Linked DNA regions of Mus musculus: all the other regions are linked to region 4. The links are chromatin contacts, called in public ChIA-PET and promoter capture Hi-C maps. All regions are on one chromosome and are shown on one strand. The core of a region is the stretch at or near the end of the contact, and the rest is flanking DNA. Distances in the headings are between cores, read along the strand shown. Region 1 holds the start of Gbp9 (guanylate-binding protein 9). Region 2 holds the start of Gbp4 (guanylate binding protein 4). Region 3 has its middle 59 kb from the start of Zfp326. Region 4 holds the start of Lrrc8c (leucine rich repeat containing 8 family, member C).

Region 1 (2,700 bases), core at 30-2,529, 410 kb after region 4:
GAATTAAGGTACCAGTTTACCTCCATGCTGCTGACCTGCTCCTTTGTCCCTTTATCACTCTGAGTTCTGCACCTAATGTCTAGGAGAATAAATTAAGGACCCTGAAGCTAGGTGCCTGGATATGGCCCAGTCTCCAAGGGGTACTCCCTTGTTTAATCCTTCCTGTGAAAACACAATGGATCACACTCTGCAGCTCTCCCCACTGCTTTGTGTTTCATCCTTTACAAATGGTGTTCAATCTCCCATCAGGGACAAAGTTCAGATCCCAAACTGGCTGCCTTCCTAAGAGCTCAGAAAATAAAGCTTCATTTTTAAGCTTCCACCTCTGAAGTGAGTTTTCTTAGCTGCTACCCTGAACACAACTCCTACTTACTATTCTTTAATTACTTCTTTAAAAACAGTTTTCAGAACAACTGTTGTGTTTTCTGAAAAAGAAAAAGAAGCCAGGGATATGTGTGGTGGAGGTGGGGTATGGTGAAGTGGAAGGTGGTATGGGGGGTGGGGGCATGCTGAGGCATCCTGTCCTCCTGAGGTACCAGCCACACAATTGTATAGTATAGAATAGAGTTTATTTTGGACATGGACAGGGGATTTGAAAGGGTAGTAGAGACAGAGAAAGAGGAACAGAGAGAGGGAGACAGGAAGCAGGGAGAGGACTTGAGAAAGAAGAGGGTAAGAAAGGAAGAGAGGAAGATCTCAGGGAGAGAGATTGAAAGAGAGAGAGAGAGAGAGAGAGGGAGAGAGAGAGGGCAGAGTGGACAAGCAGCCCTTTTTATAGTGAGTCATGCCCAGCTCGCTGTTGTCAGGAAACTGTGGGACAGAGTCCAGAAAGAAATGGCAACAGTTATGGTTCCTGTTTTAGAAAACACGTTTAAAACATTAAAGCTCTTCACTCAAAAAGCACCTGGAATTTCCCCTGAGAGAAGCACACGTGCAATCCTCCCAGATTGTGTCATTTCCACTGATAGGGGTCTGGGTTTACTGTGCTTTATCTGTGCCTAGAAGGCTGAGGAAACTGGAGATGGGTTCCAAAGAAAGAGAATGTAAACTCTTTCCACAGTGGAGGCCTGCTGTCCCTTGGCTGCAACACAGTTTCTCACTGACTTTTCTGACACTAAGCATCCTCTGACCTCCCCTTCCAGTCTTGGCCAAGTTAACAATGCCTTGGCTTACTTTACTTTCAGTTTTGTTTCTGCTGCATCCTGTGTGTGTGTGTGTGTGTGTGTGTGTGTGTGTGTGTGTGTGTGTGTGTGTGGTCAGCGCACATAAAAGAGGAACAAAGAGAGCAGGAGGGAGGAGAGCAGAAGTGAGCCTGAGGAGGCAGCAGCAGCTGAGAACTGCACTTGGACCTGTGCTGTGGGACCAGGTATATTTACTTTTCCTTTCTTTAAGGAGCAACTTAGTCTGGACCTCAGCTTGATTTCCAAGTCAAAGGGGCAACTGAGGGAGGGGGAAGGGAGGCAGATTATGAGCTCTCTGGTCTGCAGGGGGCTGTGGCTGGCTTTAGGTCTAAGAGGTCAGTTTCTTTCCTCTGACAAAGGACAGATACAAAGTTGTAGCCTGACACAGCTGGCTGCCCTGCTCTGTTGGAGAAGCTGTGGGAAGAGCCCTGGTCCTGCCTCAGCTGGGACCACAGCTACAGCTCCTGCCCTGGTTCACAGGCAGCTGTAGTCAGAGGGAAGTCTTTCTGTGGAGGAACCCTGTGAGGAAAATTCAGCACAAGAGCTTGGCAAACCTCTATCTCGAAATAACTTAGTTCCTACCTCACTGACTTTGAATTAAGTGTAAGAAAATAGTCCAGTTCTCTCTTGATGTTTATGTTGTATGAGATGTAGAGATCACGTAGTGCTATGTGCATTTTGTTTGGGCTGCTAGTCTTATTTCACATGGAACTAAGCTGCAGAGAGCCTGGTTTCTGGAATTAAGTGATGTCACCTGTATCTAACGTCTTAGGATTTTGCACATTCTCTTTTCTTGGCATAATGTCTTCATGCTCATGTGGGACTAAAGACAGGGCAGGGGAGGTAGGTTACTGTGTTGTCTGGTCTGCAGGGTCCATGGATAGCCTTAAGTATATGAAGGTCTATAAAGTAGTGTGCAGTAGAATTTTATTCCTTTTTTTTTTTTTTTTTTTTTGCTGAATAACATTCTATTGTGCATGCTATCAGACTGTGTTAATGTATGCATCTGTTGGTGATCTGTTGGTGGGAGACTGGGCTGTGTCCACATTGTGGGTATTGTAAATACAGATGCTATGATCAATACAGCTCAAAGGTCCATCCAAGTCCTTGTTTTCTAGTTTGTTTATGTTGTAATCAAAGAAGAGCTTTTAGGTCAAACATAACTATATATTATCTCAGAAGTCAGGACTGTTTCCTGTGAGGTAATATTCTGTGTTCTAGGCTGCAGAGTACAGACACCTGAGTTGTTTAAATTCCAGGTGACATGTATTTGTTTTTGCCTTGTGTGGTAGCTGTCCTTGTGTGTATGAAGTGATGCTTTGTGATTTGATTGGCACTTCCTCACTGTTTTTCAAAGCCACGTTATAATGAACACTGGGTCTGAAGAATTATTGAGCAACAAAACCAAGTAGCTCTTAAAATAACTTCATTTATGCTAAACCTGCAAACATCAGCAAACCTAAGCAAACAATTTCAAATAAATATATATGTTAACCCAAAGCAAGCCTCAGCCTCACTG
Region 2 (2,700 bases), core at 79-2,578, 380 kb after region 4:
GCTGACATGAACTTCTTCCCAGTCCTGGTGTGGACTCTTGTGTGAGTTCTACCTGGGCCTGCAAATAGGTGGCCATGCAGAGCTAACAGATGAATAGGGGGAGAGTTCACTGAAGTAGAATTAAGGTACCAGTTTACCTCCATGCTGCTGTCCTGCTCCTTTGTCCCTTTATCACTCTGAGTTCTGCACCAAATGTCTAGGAGAGTAAATTAAGGACCCTGAAGCTAGGTGCCTGGATATGGCCCAGTCTCCAATGGGTACTTCCTTCTTTAATCCTTCCTGTGAAAACACAATAGATCACTCTGCAGCCCCACCCAACACCCTCGCTTTGTGTTTCATCCTTTACAAATAGTATTCAATCTCCCATCAGAGACAAAGTTCAGATCCCAAACTGGCTGCCTTCCTAAGGGCTCAGAAAATAAAGCTTTCATTTTTAAGCTTCCATCTCAGAAGTGAGTTTTCTTAGCTTCTACCCTGAACACAACTCCTACTTACTATTCTTTAATTACTTCTTTGAAAACAGTTTTTAGATGGACTGTTGTGTTTTCTGAAAAAGAAAAAAGAAGCCAGGGATATGTGTGGTGGAGGCGGGGTATGGTGAGGTGGAAGGTGGTGTCTCTGAGGGCTCCTGCTGAGGCATCCTTTCCTCCTGAAGTACCAGCCACACAATTGTATAGTATAGAATAGAGTTTATTTAAGACATGGAGAGTGGAATTTGAGAGGGTAGTAGAGACAAAGAAAGGGGAACAGAGAGAGGGAGGAGGAAGCAGGGAGAGGACTGGAGAAGGAAAGAGGGTAAGAAAGGAAGAGAGGACTATCTGAGCAAGAGAGATAGAGATAGATAGATAGAGAGAGAGAGAGAGAGAGAGAGAGAGAGAGAGAGAGGGAGGGAGGGAGGGAGAGGGGACAGTGATGGTTCCTGTTTTAGAAAACACAGGTTTAAAACATTAAAGCTCTTCACTCAAAAAGCACCTGGAATTTCCCCTGAGAGAAGCACACGTGCAATCCTCCCAGATTGTGTCATTTACACTGATGGGGGCCTGGGTTTACTGTGCTTTATCTGTGCCTAGAAGGCTGGAGGAAACTGGAGATGGGTTCCAAAGAAAGAGAATGTAAATACTTTCCACAGTGGAAGCCTGCTGTCCCTTGGCTGCAACAGAGTATCTCACTGACTTTTCTGACACTAAGCATCCTCTGACCTCCCCTTCCAGTCTTGGCCAAGTTAACAATGCCTTGGTTTACTTTACTTTCAGTTTTGTTTTTGCTGCATCCTGTGTGAGTGTGTGTGTGTGTGTGTGTGTATGTGTGTGTGTGTGTGTGTGGTCAGCGCACATAAAAGAGGAGCAAAGAGAGCAGGAAGTGAGGAGAGCAGAAGTGAGCCTGAGGAGGCAGCAGCAGCTGAGAACTGCACTTGGACCTGTGCTGTGGGACCAGGTATATTTAATATTTACTTTTCCTTTCTTTAAGGAGCAACTTAGTCTGGACCTCAGCTTGATTTCCAAGTCAAAGGGGCAACTGAGGGAGGGGGAAGGGAGGCAGGTTCTGTGCTCTCTGGTCTGCAGGGGGCTGTGGCTGGCTTTAGGTCTAGGAGGTGAGTTTCTTTCCTCTGACAAAGGACAGATACAAAGTTGTAGCCTGACACAGCTGGCTGCCCTGCTCTGTTAGACACACTATGGGAAGAGCTCTGGTCCTTCCTCAGCTGGGACCACAGCAACAGCTCCTGCCCTGGTTCACAGGCAACTGTTGTCAAAGGAACATGTAGGAACCTTGTGCGGAAAATTCAGCACTTGACCTTGGCAAATATTTTTTGGAAATAAACTTAGTTTGTACCTCATCATCTTTTTAAGTTTAGTAAGTAGTCAAGCTCTGTCTTGGTGTTTAGGGTTTGTGTGTGTGTGTGTGTGTGTGTGTGTGTCTGTGTGTCTGTGTGTGTGTGTGTGTGTGTGTGTGATGTAGAGATCACATGGGCTCTCTGCATTTTGTTTGGGCTGCTCTTCTTATCTCATTAAAGGGATTAAGCTGCAGAGAGACAGTGTTGTGGAATCTGTGACTTCTGGGGATTGACACATTCTCTGTCCTTGGCATAATGTCCTCAGGCTCATCTGGGACTGGAGTGCAGAGGAGGGGAGGCAAGTTATGTGTTGTCTGACCTGCAGAGGTCTGTGGCTGGCTTTAAGTCTATGAAGGTCTACAAGGTAGTGTACAGTAGTTAATTTTATTCTCTTCTCTGGCTGAATAATATACAATTTGGTGTGCCATCACATTGTGGTGGGAAACTGGGCTTAATCCACATTGTGGGTATTGTGAACACAGCTACCATGATCATTAAAGATCAAAGGTCCATCCAAGTCCTTTTTGCTAGTTTGTGCTGAAATCAAAGAAGAGCTGTTAGATCAAATGTAACTTTCCATTGTCTTAGAAACCAGGATTGTTTCTCATGAGGAAATATTCTGTGTTCTTAGCTGCAGAGTACAGACACCGGAGTTGTTTAAATTCTGGGTTACATGGATTTGTTTTCCCATTGTGTGGTAGCTGTCCTGATGAGTATGAAGTGATGCCTTGTGGTTTGATTTGGACTTCCTCAATGTTTGTCACAGGGACTGAAGAATTATTGAGGAACAATACCATGTAGCTCTTAAAATAACCTAGTTTGTGCTTAAACTGCAAAGATCAGCAAAACTAAGCAGGTAATTTCAAATA
Region 3 (2,700 bases), core at 63-2,562, 300 kb before region 4:
TCCACGGTTTTGTTCTTTTTATGAAAGAGCTTTTGCTTTGCCCAGCCTTTGTTTGGGGAGTTCAGCTAATAAAGGGGCCATTTTGCTGGAATGAATTACTGATGAAAGTCCTGCTGGGATTGGCAGGAGGACGGCCCTCTGGCCTCTCTTCAGCAAGGTAAATGGGCAGTCAAGGGCACTTTGGGGTTTGCTGCCATCAGCAACTTGAAGGGTTTGGTTATTATTGTTAATGTAGAAACCAGGAGAGGCAGTTACAAAAGGCACCAGAGACTTACAATAGAAAGCCCCACTTCGTACCTGAAAAGTCCGTATGTCAGGGCTTGCTGGCCACAAATTCTAAACAATGAACTCTCTCTGCCCACTCTTAGGTTACCTGACCTCCATTACTAAAATTGTGGCCCCAGTAATGACTTGAAGCTTACTTTTCTGAACTGAGAAAGCCAGTCTTGTGTTCAGGGTGGGATAGGGATAATCAGGAGAAAAGGATGTTCTCTACGACTCTGTAACTTAAACATGGAATATTTAAACACACCTTAGGGGCTTGAGATGTACGCAGAGTCCTTATCTAGCATGCACTCCACCACACCACTGAGTCTGTGAGATGCGAGGTGCTCATCTGTAGCTCTAGCACTCGGGAGGGGGAGACAGTACGAGTCCAAGTCTGAGGCCATTCTTGGCTACATTTTGAGTTAGAAGGTAGCTTGAGCCACAGAAGAGCCTGTCTCGAAGCAAAATAAAACTTCAAAGTCGTTTTTGTCAGTGGCTAAGGGTCCACTCACTGCTTGCCAAGGATGTACAAGGGCCAGATAAAACCAGTTCTTCAGATGGGAGCTCAAGAGATGTTGGAGAAAGACAAAACACTGTTAAGCCAAAACATGTCTGACTTGCTTTCCCCATGTCTGGTGTGTACAACACTAACACACTGTCACAAGGATTCACAGACTCACAAGACACCGAGGGCCAGTTTCCTTCTGTTTGACTGAGACGCCACAGCCCAGTGTGACCGAAGTCTTTAGATGAATCAGCATTTTGCAGTTAAGTCTTCCCTCAGAATGTTGCTGTTTGCAAACAGTGCCATGGGAGGTGGCATTTAAATCAATTGACGGTGAGCTCTTGCGAATTCAGGGGCATTATTAAGAGCTGATAAAGTTAATAGAAACTGGGTAAGAGAAAGGTACCCCTTGCTACTGTTTGAGGGCATCTAGCGCCCATCAGTTCTGAGTGATTAGGCAGCAGATGCCTGGGGCAGAGAGGCCAGTGCCCAGCTTCGGATATTGTGCTGATTACAGTCTCTGTAGACTGGCTCTTTGCTGAAAGGCAAGCCAGCCATGGCATCCTGCCATTTCTGCTATTTACAGTTAGCACAGAGAACTGGAGAGATAGGCCAGTCACTGAAATGTTTACTATGCAACCCCGAGGCCCACAGGTCAGATCCACAGCACCCACAGAAACTGACCATGGTGGCATGCTCTGGGGGACAGTGACAAGCGGGTCCCTGGAGTTCACTGGCCAACCAGCTTAGCCTAAAGCATGAGTTCCAGGTTCAGCAAGAGGCCATGTCTTAAAAAGTAATAAGGTAGTAGGCTGGCGAGATGCTTTGTCTGGTAAAGCCACTGGCTTTGTAACCTGGTGGCCTGAGTTCAATCCTATGATCTCACATAAAGATGGAAGAAGAACGAATTTAACTCTGACCTATATGGGCATGCTGTGTGTGCCACACGACGCTCACCTCCCGCCATGAACAAATAAATGGTCAAAGACAAGTTTTAACAAAGGGGGGGGGGTTAAAGAAGACATCCCGTGCCAACACCTGGCCTACACACACCCATCAAAGCCCCCAGCACGAGTGTATCTTTCATTGGGATTCATGTTTTCAATCCGTAAAAGCAAAACGAAACAGGGTCTCACTACCTAGCTGTACCTGGCCTGGAATTTAGTATACTGACCTCAGAGGTACCTGCCTGCCTCTGCCTCCTACATGCTGGGATTAACGACACGCACCACCACACCTGAGAAGGTCAACATCCAAAATTCAGTTGAAGGCCTCAAAGCTGTCATTTCTTTACGTTCACCATCAGTTTTGAATGCACACTCCACATTGTGGTAAAAGTATCATTAAGAAAAAAAAGAAAAAAAAAAAAAAGAAAAAAACAGACAGACACGTGTTCTAGCTTGTAAAGCAAAGATCCTAAGACCTGGCTTGCTGATGTCACCATCTGGACTCTGTAGTGCCCTCTTTAAAATACTGAACTGAATCAAAACAATGCTCCACCAACTTCAGGTGCTTAACTAAGCGGCAGAACAGCAGCAGGAGGGAGACACCGGAAGCGCTGGCGGGCTGGCAGGCGGGCGGGCGGGCGGGTGGTGAGCAAAGAAGCTCAGTGGATGCACTCTGTCCAGTGTATCCTCTGGAGAGCAGCTGTAACCAGCATCACCACTGTCTGTACATTCCCATTTCCTCCTGCCTGGCTCCAGGAAACCACGGCCCGTGTCTTCCTGGAACACGGACTCTCTTTTATCATCTAAGCACAAGCAGGCACAGGCAACTCAGGTAAATACCGAGAGAAATGGAAGGCGTGTATGCAGGAGATGGCTTGTACGGCTGTTCTGATTTTCCAAGCTTGACCTTTCATAAACCTCATACCTCAAGCCTTTTAGGAAGAGAACGGACAGCCAGCCAGGGTACAAACATTTCCTAAC
Region 4 (2,700 bases), core at 144-2,643:
TACTCGTATTCCCCTGTCGCCCAAGTGGCATCTTAATGTCAGTCCACTCTACATCCTTGTCCAAGCTTCAGCAAAGCACTGCATACTCGGCAGAAATGTGACCGTTAGCTAAGGCCACACTTCATATGCTACTGCAGTCTGTAGATGTGAAACAGCACCTCTAAAGGGTAATAAGGCTCTATGAGCCAAACCTGGACACTCCCACAAAGATCAATTAGTCTTATTTTTCACTTTAAGGAGGATGGGAGCCCAAAAATGTTTCCTAACTAATTTGTTGCGAGTTTAAAAATACTTAAGGAGTTGGAAACTCAGTAAAGCTCTGCCCTCAACCTCTAATAAAACATCCGCATTAAGCATGGGGACTAGATGTGGGCTGAGCCGTTGCAAAGAAAGGTAACTTGAAGGATTTTAAAATAACTGAAATCTGATGTACACAGCCAAGTGTTGGGGGAGGGAAACATTAGCTGCTGGAAAAAAAGAAAGGCTTTGGCGTCTATAGAGCACACCCTGAGGCTCCCAAGGGGCTAACTCCATCCCAAACACCTCTACGCTGGAGAAGAGAGAGAGAGAGAGAGAGAGAGAGAGAGAGAGAGAGAGAGAGAGAGAGAGCCTGCTAGCCTGCTAGGGTCAGTTTGGGATGAAGGCAGAAATCCTGGCCGCAGTTGCTGGCCTAGACACCTGGCCTCCAGGGTCTTAGGATGCAGAGCAGCCCCCTCCGGCCCCTCTGGACTTGCAGGTGAGCGGACTAGTGCTCACTGGATCTCTGTGTAGACCTTCGATTTCCCCCTCCTTCCTCAAAAAGTGTAACTTCAGGCATCTTCCAGGGAGGAGAGGGGGTTGGGGAGAAGAGCAGAAAAAACAGGCCCCAGCATCTCCGGGGGTTTTGAAGGTAGGGAAGGAGAATGGCCATCCCTGCAGCAACCGCGTTTTCTCCTAGTACGCCCCTCCCCCAGTCCCCAGAACCTAGCGGCCAGGCTGTACTGGGCTCCCGGCTGGGGGTCCCTGGCGCGGACGCCAGGGCCCGCGTGGGTTGGGTGGGGTTGGGGTTAGCGGGATCCCCGAACCGCACGCTGAGTAGGCGACCACAATGTGCCTGTCCCAGAGCCCTGGGGAAGCAGGGTCACGAACGAGGGAGGGTGGACGGGTCCAGGCTGGGGCGCGCCCAGAGAACCGAGGCTAGTGGCAGGGTGCTGGCCGTCCCTCTCCATCCCTCCGCGGGTCCCCGGCACTTACCTCTGGGGGCGAGGGTATCCGCAGAAAAGGATGCCAGGGCGCGGCGAGCTGTGTCCGGGTTGGGCTCAGCGGCGGCAAGCGACCGCGGCGTCGCTGCTCATGGCTTGTCGCGCTCAGAGTGCTGCGGCCACGGCCGCGGCGGCGCCTCGGTCCTCGTCTTCTTCGCGGGCTCTGAGCCGGGACGCAGCTAACGCCCCAGCTCCGCAGCCCTGTTCCTCCTCCCCGGTGCCTCCCCGCCTGCAAGCGGAGCCGCCTCCAGCGCCGCCCCGCGCGCCGCCTGGCCCGCGGCAGCCAGCGCCGCCCAGCGCCCAGCCCCGGGGTCGCCGTCGGCTGCCGAGCCGCCGCCGCGGTGCCAGCCCCGCTGTGACGCAGGCAGCGATGCCCGGGAACTTCCTCCTCTGCCGAGACCACCAGGCGTCCAGGGCAGGCGGGCCCGCGCTGGGCGGGCCCCGGGTTCCCCACCGGGAAATCAAGCCTCTCCGCGGCTGGATGATTCCGCTGCTCAGAGCTGCCTACCTGGTTGGCACAGCAGGGAAGATCGGTCCTCTGCCTCCTGTGTGCAACCCTAACAATGCCAAAAAGCGGGTGGTTTCTGTGAGCCCGCCATCCGCTCTTACACCGCAGCTCCTCCCTGGGCTAAGTTGAAGCAGAGCGGCTGCTGCTAAAAATAGCCCTCCTGGGAACTCCCAGAGGGTCAGGTTGGAGATAACCCCTCCCCAGAGAATGAAAGGTCCAGGAAGCGGGTGGAGAGGGGGCGGTGGTATATATGAGGGGAACAGGGAAGAACGAAAAAAATCCGATGCCCGTAGTTTACAAAGCCTTAAGACCCTGGGCAACCTCAATCCCATTGACCAGCTGGCAGGAGTCCCTCGTTACTGGACCCTGCAAGATGGGCTTCTGGGCTTTGAGCAGCAGGTGCCGTTCCATATGAAAGCTCCGCCTACGATTTTGTGTGGGCAGAGGTGGGGATCGTGTGTGTGTGTGTGTGTGTGTGTGTGTGTGTGTGTGTGCAAAAGAGTTAACAATGTGCCCCGAACCACCTGTTGTTTAGACGATGTAGGGGAGGGATTCTCTCCCAGCCATTGATCTGAGCCTTGGGTTTGTCTGCCTATCTCTCTGCCCAATTATAGTTTAAAAGCACAAACTAGCATCTTGAAAGCTGGCATCTCCCTAAAAAGAAAAATTGCCTATTGGGGGAAAAAGTGCAGATAAGATCACTGTAGCAGTCGAGAGAGAGAGAGAGAGAGAGAGAGAGAGAGAGAGAGAGAGAGAGAGAGAGAGAGTTTGTCAGTAACCAGCTGGCTGTCCTCAGAGCACTTGACGCAGATAAAGAATTACTCTGCCCTGGCAGTCTGGGAGAGACAGAAGAGGACAAAAACGGGCAGCCAGCAGCCATTAACTAGTTTGTGTGCTCCTGCATGGTGAGTTTATAGAAGACAATCATTTTCCAAGCCATGATAAAAAGCA

What was found. Promoter capture Hi-C pulls out the DNA fragments that hold promoters and counts their contacts. ChIA-PET counts read pairs in DNA pulled down with a chosen protein or histone mark.
Region 1: a contact with region 4 is called in an RNA polymerase II ChIA-PET map of memory CD8 T cells, with 53 read pairs. The contact joins the promoter of Gbp9 here to the promoter of Lrrc8c in region 4. A contact is called at or near these places in 2 of 115 datasets of contacts at active chromatin or transcription factors (CD8 T cells and memory CD8 T cells).
Region 2: an RNA polymerase II ChIA-PET map of memory CD8 T cells shows a contact between it and region 4, with 93 read pairs. The contact joins the promoter of Gbp4 here to the promoter of Lrrc8c in region 4. A contact is called at or near these places in 2 of 115 datasets of contacts at active chromatin or transcription factors (CD8 T cells and memory CD8 T cells) and 1 of 9 other capture datasets (liver).
Region 3: a contact with region 4 is called in a promoter capture Hi-C map of liver. The contact joins the enhancer-like site here to the promoter of Lrrc8c in region 4. A contact is called at or near these places in 7 of 39 promoter capture datasets (the C10 cell line, the HPC-7 cell line, cranial neural crest and 4 more) and 4 of 115 datasets of contacts at active chromatin or transcription factors (embryonic hindbrain, embryonic stem cells, pancreatic cancer cells and 1 more).

What each region holds. Positions count from the first base shown.
Region 1 is chr5:105,108,871-105,111,570 of GRCm38.p6, reverse strand. It overlaps Gbp9 (guanylate-binding protein 9), which reads left to right and starts at 1,279. Exons shown (of 11, transcript NM_172777.4): 1 at 1,279-1,366.
Region 2 is chr5:105,138,214-105,140,913 of GRCm38.p6, reverse strand. It overlaps Gbp4 (guanylate binding protein 4), which reads left to right and starts at 1,328. Exons shown (of 12, transcript NM_001359079.1): 1 at 1,328-1,434; 2 at 2,097-2,195. The coding sequence starts at 2,181.
Region 3 is chr5:105,816,078-105,818,777 of GRCm38.p6, reverse strand. No RefSeq gene overlaps it. Among named protein-coding and RNA genes, the nearest start is that of Zfp326, 59 kb to the left of the region's middle. Within about 2 kb of position 1,312, at least 27 of the 459 cell types and tissues checked have an H3K27ac peak or open chromatin away from gene starts, as enhancers often do. A contact at or near this core is called in liver, where this site is marked.
Region 4 is chr5:105,518,164-105,520,863 of GRCm38.p6, reverse strand. Lrrc8c (leucine rich repeat containing 8 family, member C) reads right to left here and starts at 1,393. Exons shown (of 4, transcript NM_133897.2): 1 at 1,234-1,393.